Regions from separate parts of the Sus scrofa genome. Here all the other regions are linked to region 1. A link is a contact called in public HiChIP or PLAC-seq and promoter capture Hi-C data. All regions are on one chromosome and are shown on one strand. Each heading gives the region's core, a stretch centred on a gene start, on an enhancer-like site or on the middle of the called end of the contact. The rest is flanking DNA. Distances are from core to core; before and after follow the strand shown.

What was found. Promoter capture Hi-C pulls out the DNA fragments that hold promoters and counts their contacts. HiChIP or PLAC-seq counts read pairs in DNA pulled down with a chosen protein or histone mark.
Region 2: a contact with region 1 is called in a promoter capture Hi-C map of fetal skeletal muscle, with 10 times the contacts expected there. The contact joins the promoter of ADORA3 here to the promoter of FAM212B in region 1. A contact is called at or near these places in 4 of 5 promoter capture datasets (fetal skeletal muscle, liver and skeletal muscle), 4 of 47 Hi-C or Micro-C datasets (blood, embryonic fibroblasts, heart right ventricle and 1 more) and 2 of 2 datasets of contacts at active chromatin or transcription factors (alveolar macrophages and skeletal muscle).
Region 3: a contact with region 1 is called in an H3K27ac HiChIP or PLAC-seq map of alveolar macrophages. The contact joins the enhancer-like site here to the promoter of FAM212B in region 1. A contact is called at or near these places in 4 of 5 promoter capture datasets (fetal skeletal muscle, liver and skeletal muscle), 4 of 47 Hi-C or Micro-C datasets (blood, embryonic fibroblasts, heart right ventricle and 1 more) and 2 of 2 datasets of contacts at active chromatin or transcription factors (alveolar macrophages and skeletal muscle).

Annotation. Positions count from the first base shown.
Region 1 is chr4:108,649,320-108,652,015 of Sscrofa11.1, forward strand. It overlaps FAM212B (PAK4-inhibitor INKA2), which reads left to right and starts at 1,347. Exons shown (of 2, transcript XM_021090027.1): 1 at 1,347-1,574. The coding sequence starts at 1,539.
Region 2 is chr4:108,852,912-108,855,607 of Sscrofa11.1, forward strand. It overlaps ADORA3 (adenosine A3 receptor), which reads left to right and starts at 1,389. Exons shown (of 2, transcript NM_001243435.2): 1 at 1,389-2,061. The coding sequence starts at 1,712. The region is part of intron 2 of TMIGD3 (transmembrane and immunoglobulin domain containing 3); the gene reads left to right.
Region 3 is chr4:108,831,760-108,834,455 of Sscrofa11.1, forward strand. The region is part of intron 2 of TMIGD3 (transmembrane and immunoglobulin domain containing 3); the gene reads left to right. Among named protein-coding and RNA genes, the nearest start is that of TMIGD3, 19 kb to the left of the region's middle. Within about 2 kb of position 1,397, at least 30 of the 83 cell types and tissues checked have an H3K27ac peak or open chromatin away from gene starts, as enhancers often do. A contact at or near this core is called in alveolar macrophages, fetal skeletal muscle and liver, where this site is marked.

The DNA of each region.
Region 1 (2,696 bases), core at 97-2,596:
CATGCTTCCCAGTCGGATTCGTTAACCACTGTGCCAAGACGGGAACTCCTGATGTTCATTTTTATCCTGCCTCCCTCCCTCCTTCGCTCCCACCTCTCAATGGCAAGCAGAAGTGGCGCTCTTTGCTGACACGAACGCAGCTTCTGCCTTCTCTTTCGTGTCTTCTCTCGCCTCTTCACGGTTCTGTCTCCCTCCAAGACCCCTACATTCTGCCCTGGGTAAACTTTCCCTGTTAATGACCGTGAACAACACGTCGCTAATTGCGCTAATTAATCTCGGGCCCTGCAACACCGCCCCCTGCGGGCCAGGCCAGGTGGCACGGCGCCCAGGGAACAGGGTGGGAACCGCAGCCCAAACCTGCGCGGAGGCCGGGGTAGCGGGTCCCAGGCTGGGCTGGGTGGAGCGCTCTCGCCGGCCTGCGGCACCTCTCGGGTCCATCTGCCGCCACGCCACAGCCCACAGGACCTCTGATGCTTTGGCTGCGTCTGTTGAATAGAATCGTGGCATCTTGAGTCCTCTCTTGCTCCCCCGACCTTACAGAGAGCTTTGCAAGTAGCTAAAGCAAGAGTTGGGATAAGCCGCCAGAGTACTGGGGAAGAAAACGCCTGATCCTTTACCCCTGCCCATCCTATTGTAAGCGGCCCCCATCTTCTTACCCTGTTTTGCGTTTTCATAAAGAATCATTACCTGAAATTACAGCGCCTAATTTTTTAAAAAAACTGTTTGTCTCATCTAATTACCTTCCCCCGCCCCAGGTACGTTCCTGGGACCAGAGACCTTACCAGTCTTATTCGGTATCCCCAGACCTACAGCCTTCCTGGAAGTACAGTACTTGGTGTTAAATAAGTGAATGAATGCACGGAGCAGCGGCTTCTCCGCTCCGCGAGTGAGGAGTGAACTGGGAAGATCCTGCACTAGGCGGTGAGGTAAATCCACACTTTCGGAGTCCACTTTTTTTAAACACTTCAGGGTGCAAAAGAGCTGCAGAGTGGCATTTGGGACGGACACTAAGGCGCTCGCTCAGCTGCTTCTGAGATCCTTACCCACTGCCCACCCGTAAGACGGGGATCTCTCTTTATCACTAAACAGGGGATCAAGTGCTTTGTTGGGGGACGTCGGTACAGCCCGGAGTCACGATTTGCTCGCCGCGCTGGCCAGGACCAGGTGTGTTCGCCCCCCTCCCCGCCCCTGCCAGCCCTCCTGGAGCGGCGGCCCTGGCCCAGTGCGCACACCCGCCCAGGGTCCACCCACAGCAGCCCAGCCCGCGTCCCCCGCGCGCCCTTCTCATTGGCTGAAGGCATCTCCCCCTGAATTCTCATAGGCTGTCCCACTTTTCCCTCCGCCCCCAGCTCGGACCGCGCGCCGCGAGCAGCTGGGGAAGAAGCTCCGAGTCTGGGTCTGGGAGCAGAGACTCGGCTCGTTCAGAGTTGCGGAGCGCAGACTGCCGAGCGCAGTTTCAGTGGGACTGGTGTCCCCACTCCGGGACTCTCGTGGAGCCGAGCCCGGCCAATGGGCGCATGAGGTAGAAGAGCAGGGAAATGGATTGCTATTTGCGCCGCCTCAAACAGGAGCTGGTAAGAGCGGAGCGGGCTACCGGGATTGGGAGGGCTGCTCCGCCCCAAAGGGTACCTGGCCTCCGCCCAGGCCCCGGGACCGCGACGTGCGGAGAGCAGGGGACGCGGCGCGCGGGGCCTGTCCAGAGGGAAAGGGATCGCGAGGAAACTTGGAGCAGAGACTTGTTTGAGAGGGAAGCAGTCACGATCAAGTGAGAAAGACCGAGAGGGCAAAGCTAGCCCAGACCGAAATGTGCCCAGAGACCCCGAGGGAGCAAAGAGGGCGCACCGGAGACAGGCAGACAAGCAGATGCGGTGGGACCCAGCGCCCGCACGGAAAGGGCGGGACGCGGGTGCCCCGCAGCGGGGGCTGCGTGGAGCGGGGGGAGGAGGGTGCGCGGGCCGATCTCTGCCCGGGACCGGAGGTCGGCCGGGGACTGCGCTCTCGAGGGGAGCTGGCACCTCCGGGGGTGGGGGGAGCAGTCCTGGCGGCCGGGCTTGGCAGGGCTGGCGCGGCTGCGGGGGCCGGCCGGGCAGGCTGTCTGCCCGGGCTTGCCTGCCTGCGGGGAGGGGGCTGGCAGCTGGACCCGCGGGGGAGGGCCCGGCGCGGGAGGAGGGGCGCCGCCTGGCAGCTCGCGGGCGGGAGTGCGGAGGCCCAGCCAGATGTCAGGTCTGGACTTGGGGAGTGCGGAGGGAGCGTGCGGAGGCCCGGGTGCAGGCGCTGGGAGAAGTGACACAGTCTGGGACCGGGGGCGGGGGGAGCGGGAGGGTGGGGTGGAAATCGCCCGAGGAGGAAGAAGGGTGCCTGCTGGAGGCTCTGTTGTGGGGGGCAGGTTGCTTCTCACTGACTTCATATCCCAGCCCCTCCCGGCTGCCACCTCTCTTGTTCCTTCAACCACCAGAATTCAGACAGATATTTTGCAAGTGTTCCCCCCGCCTTCCGCCCCACCCCGGGTCCGCGCGCCCGTCTCGGTCAACCCGGACCTCTGAGGTCTTTGCCGCCGCCTCTTTTTTTTTTGTCTCTCTTAGTTTGTTTCTCTTGGGGACGCCCTCTTCTCACCCTCACGTTTCTCCCCTCCGCCTTCTTCTTACTTTTCAGAGCCAGGGGCACCCAGGCTCACTACAGCAGACCTGGATCCAAAA
Region 2 (2,696 bases), core at 139-2,638, 200 kb after region 1:
GACAACTAAAGGAGACGCTGGCCGGCCCCATGCTGGGCCATCCTGCCAGTACCCGCTGAGAAGCATTTGTTTGAAACACCAGAGCAGCACTCGCATGATTGTCAAACTTTATTTTGGGCTGTACATAGATTGGTGCTTAACGTCAATATTATAAACTCTTCCGTCCACTGTGTGAGCTAGGGTGCCACTGTTGCTTTGGCTGTCTCTCTCAATAACTCTTCGAGGGGCAGCACTGAGAAGCACGTGACCCTCAGGGACCCTGCAACACAACTGCATTCCAGGGTCTCATTCCCAGCAGTTGAGACCAGGTGAGCAGCTTCGGGGAGAGGGTCAGATTCCCAGACAGACAGCTGTTCCTGCAGGGCGGGGCTCGGGGCAGGAGGGCAGGAGGTGTGCCCCGATTATGTGCACCTGTTGCCCCTTCCTTCCTTTCTGTGTGGCTGGTCATCCTGTTGTCCTCTTGTCCCTCACATAGCTTTGACACGGTCTGGTTGCTAGCGTGAGGGCGTGCTGGGTGTGTGGGCTGAGAAGGGGAGATGAGGCGCCAAAGATGTGATGCTCACGGGAGGTGTTCACATTTTGCTCATCCAAACAGGGCATCTTAATTTGTCCCTTTGGCGAAAGATCTTTGATCCAAAGCCTGGGTTCCAGCTGTGCCCCGGGAAGGGTCAATTCATGTGGGTGAATTCTCAGCACTTGCCGTTATGCACTGTGTCATCCATCTGGGCTGATATAACCAAATACCCAACACTAAGTGGCTTAGAAACAAGAGACATTTATTACTTATAGCTCTGGAAGTTGGGAAGTCCAAGATAAGTCCCCAGCAGAACCCGTGTCTGGTGTGAGCCCACTTCCTGTACATAGATGGTGGAAGGGGCAAGAAAGCTCTGTGGGTCTCTCTTAAAGGGACACTAATCTCATTCATGAAGACCTTTTATGACCCTGTAACCTCCCAAAGCTCCCACTTCCAAATGCCTTGACCTTGAGGGGCAGATTTCAACGTGTGAGCTTCGAGTAGACACAGATTGTCAGTCTGTAGCTTGCACTCAGAAACAGCCCATTCTGGCTGAGGTTAAGAGCCTGCCACCAATGTCCACTTCTTGTTCCTCTGCATGTTCTGTTTACGTCCTTATCACGGGATCTTTCTGCTAAGCTAGCAGAAAACGAGAACATGACATAGTCAGTGCTCCAGCCCCTCTCCCACCCAGTGTGACATTCTTATCCGGTCCCCGAGTAAATGAAGGCTGAGCCTCCTTCATGCCACACACATCCCCCCCCCACCCCGACCCCGTTCTTTCCATCTTCTCGCCGAGGGCTCCTGGCTCTGGGCTTCCTCTTGGCCCATCTCACTTCCTGAAACAGCACTGAAGAGCACTGCTTATCTCGATGGAGCTCGAGTAGCCCTCTGGAGGTGGGGGAACTGAGAGCCGTGGCACTTTCACATTCGGCCCACACAGAACTGTCCTCCAGGCTTCTGGGAACTCGGGGACGTGTAGCCCATGTCGGGGCTGGAAGTGATGGCCCGGTGATGGGCTCTCTTTCAAGAGAGGGGGTTCCACCAGCGCAGAGAAGGAATGGGCCAGTGGTGAGTTCTGGACTGCAGCTGCTGCCCCTGGACTCTGGCAAGATGTCGGGCAAGAGCTAGGCTCCCTGGTCCACGCGGATCCTGCGGGCACATCTGTCCCCTGGGAGGCTCCTCTTGGAGAGCAAGATGCTGGTCAACAGCACTGCTGTGTCATTGGCCAGTGTGGCCTACATCACTGTGGAGATTCTCATCGGGCTCTGCGCCATAGTGGGCAACGTGCTGGTCATCTGGGTGGTCAAGCTGAACCCCAGCCTGAAGACCACCACCTTCTATTTCATTGTCTCCCTTGCCCTGGCTGACATCGCTGTTGGGGTGCTGGTCATGCCTTTGGCCATCGTCGTCAGCCTGGGTGTCACGATCCACTTTTATAGCTGCCTTCTCATGACCTGCCTGCTGCTGATCTTCACCCACGCCTCCATCATGTCCTTGCTAGCCATTGCCGTGGACCGATACCTGCGGGTCAAGCTCACGGTCAGGTAACTAGGTTGAAGAGGGGTGCCGTGCAGCAGTGCGAGGGGTGCCTGGGGAAGGGGGTTACAACGTTCAGATCCTGGACTTTTTGAGTGGAAACCAATCCAAACTGGCCTCTGAGCTTGAAAGAGGTTCTTCTCCCCGCTTGGTGTGTGATGAGGGTTTAGCAAGGACGAGCTGAGGCTCAGGAACTAGAAAGCAGAGGACACTCTGACCGCACCACCCCCATCTCCACCCCCACCCCGCGCACCAACTATGGGAGTGAAGTGCTCGAATCCCAGGGGGGTGGGGGGGCTAAGGATGATAAAAGCTTGATGCATCTTTAAATAGTGAAAAATGCTCTTGATTTTTAGAAATGACAGAAACATACCAGATGATAAGATAAGCAGACAGAGAAGAAGAAGAGATAAACTGATGGTTTTGCTCTTTGCAAATGTAGGTTATTTTAAACCTATCTTAACTTTGCTTCCTCTTCCATGTTGAGAATGGAGCCCAAAAAGTTCTCCATGGCAGAAAGTAGTAACAACCTCTCGTGTGCCCATGTGAACAGAACAGACTGCCAGATAGAGAAACCGAATTCCCCAGATGTCCTGAGCTGCACTGGTCTCTGTCTCTCCTCTTCTCTTGTGGGAAGTGCATG
Region 3 (2,696 bases), core at 147-2,646, 180 kb after region 1:
CAGTTCAGGAAGAGTTAGGTGAGAATAGTGGGGAAATATATTGGGAGCGCTAAGGTGATTACAGGAAAGTGTGAAAACCAGGGGGAAGAAATCGGACCTGCGTTGGCGCATAATAGGAAGAAAGCAGCTGTAGGCCGAGGAGCCGAAGGCCAGCAGGACCAGGAATCGTTCAAGGGAAATTCATCAGTCTTGACATGTTGGAGACAGAGAAGTTGGTCTGGAGGCAGCCCGGTCGTTCTTGCAAATGCTAATCAGTTGGAAGGGGATAAAACCTGGGATTGCGGTGAGGACAGAAGGAACACAGAGCAAAGGAAGGTATCCCGGTGGAAAGGGATAGTTCTTGGCTCACAGCAGATGATAAATGTCCGCTGAGAGATAGACGAACCATTCAAAGGAATAATTAACAGCGCTCGGTGCGTCAAAAAGTCATGACCGTGACTAAAAGTTTGAACCAAAGTGACAAAAAGAATGCTTTATTATTTCATGGCCAGGGATGAGGTGTATGAGAGATGTGGTGAATTCAGGGAAAAGAAAAATAACCAGCCCCTATGAACTCTTATAGTGTTAAGTTTTGCTTCCTTTTCCTGAGTACAGGACTGACGATAAAACAATTGACTCGTATGTGTTAATAGCAAGTTAATAATGCAAGTAAATAGGGTGACGAGGGCGTGGCTTGTAGCCTCTCCAGTGTCCTAAGATGGTTTGTCCTGGGGATGCCTCTCAAAGTGCTGCTTGAGTTGTTAACCTCTTGGGCCTCAGTTTCTTCATCTGAAAAATGGGAGCGTTGATTGGTGCTGGACAATGTCCTTCTGGTGTTAAAAATCAGTGACTCCGTTCCTTTTGCTGGTATGTGTGGGTTTTTTGCCTTAAAAAATGACTGCAGAGTGAACCCCACCTCTTTAGGCCCATCTCTGAAGTGAGCAGAGGAAACTCGTGTACAAGGTTCAGAATCTGAAGGGCCTGCGAGCTGAAGGGCTATTGCTCACTGTCTGAAGGATCCCATTGCCAAAAATGGAAGTGCTGTTTGGAGGGCTGTTTTTGCCGTGTCCCTTGGACTTAAATGGAACTGAATTCTCTTGCAAAGATGGAGAGGAGAGGAGAAGAGGAGGGGGTGCCTGGGCTGGGAGCTGGCTCTGCTAATCTATGCACTGGAGGTCCAAGTTCAAAAATGCTTGCAGGAAAGCTTCAGTTCCATTTTTTTTTTTTTTTTTCTCCATACACAATGAAGCCGTTGTGTGTCCAGAAGCTGGGAGAAGACAGCTGGATTTCTATGGCTCCACGGCCAGCCTCGTTTTTATTCCTTTTTGATTCTCCTCTTTTGGAGACACCCCACAGGACACATCGGTCTGGAGAAGGAAATACTAGTCAGTCTCATGTGGTAACGTCTAGAAAACAAGTACATCCTGACCAGGAGTGATCAGCCTTCAAGTAGCATGAAGCCTCAGTGAGTATGTGAATCATGACTTTCAGTAAAACAAGGAACATTCAAGACCTGACCTTCAATTCACCTTGACATTAGTCCTGCCTCTGATGACCATTTTAAGTGGGAAGTTCCTGGATTGCTGGGTCCCTTGGCCGTGTTAGTTTCATCTTGTAAACTACCCCGTGCAGGAATGTGTTGAATAAATGCCCATCTGATTTCAAAAGTCCAGAGGGATCTCTGTGCCTCTTGCTTTGCAGGATCTAATCAGATGGTCCCTGAAATGGCTCAGACCCTCTCTTCCGGCAAAATTTCTAAAAATGATAAATTGTTTCTTCTGCTAGACCTCTGTGATAGTTTTTCTGCGGTTTCTCTTTCAACAGATGAAGCTTTCTGGAGTTGACACAAAAGGAAACTGGGGTTTAGAGGTGGGGGAGTAGAGTACATTTAAATACAATGATAATAATAGGTGACATTTACTCAGAGCTTTTCTGGTGTCAGGCACTGGTGGGGGTGTTTGACGAAGGTTAATTCATTTCAGCCTCAAAATGACTTGGTAAAATGGATGTTATCTTCGTCATTTTAAAAATGAGGAAATCAGCAGTTCCCGTCATGGCGCAGCGGAAACGAATCGGACTAGGAACCATGAGGTGGCAGATTTGATCCCTGGCCTCGCTCAGTGGGTTAAGGATCCGGCGTTTCTGAGAGCTGTGGTGTAGGTTGCAGATGTGGCTCGGATCCTGCATTGCTGTGGCTGGGGTGTAGGCTGGCAGCTGTAGCTCCATTGGACCCCTAGCCTGGGAACTTTTATATGCTGTGGGTGTGGCTCTAAAAATATATTAAGAAATACAAATGGGGAAATCGTGGGACAGAAAGGTTGAACCATGAAGCTGATGGGGAGCCGAGCCAGGCTCCCGAATGTAGTCCTGAGAGCCTGACACTATAATTTCCTGTGAGCTGGGTGTTCCCTTGACATTCAGGTCCCTGGGTTTCCTGACAGCTGTGTTGTGTTTTCCTTCTAGAGAGTCTTGACTGTTCATTGTCTTTATACTCTGGCTCCTAGATGAGCAGAAAGTGATGGGAGAGCAAATAGGGGCGGAGAAGGAGGGAAGATGTCACGGCATCGAGGCCATGCGCGCGCATGTGTGCACACGCACACGCGCACACTCACGAGCTGGTCCATGTATGTCTTTTATCCTCCCATCACTCCTGTGCTCTCGGAGGCTCCTTTCCCACCAGGTTCTACACCGTCTTTCCCTGAGGGCTCAGCCCTTTC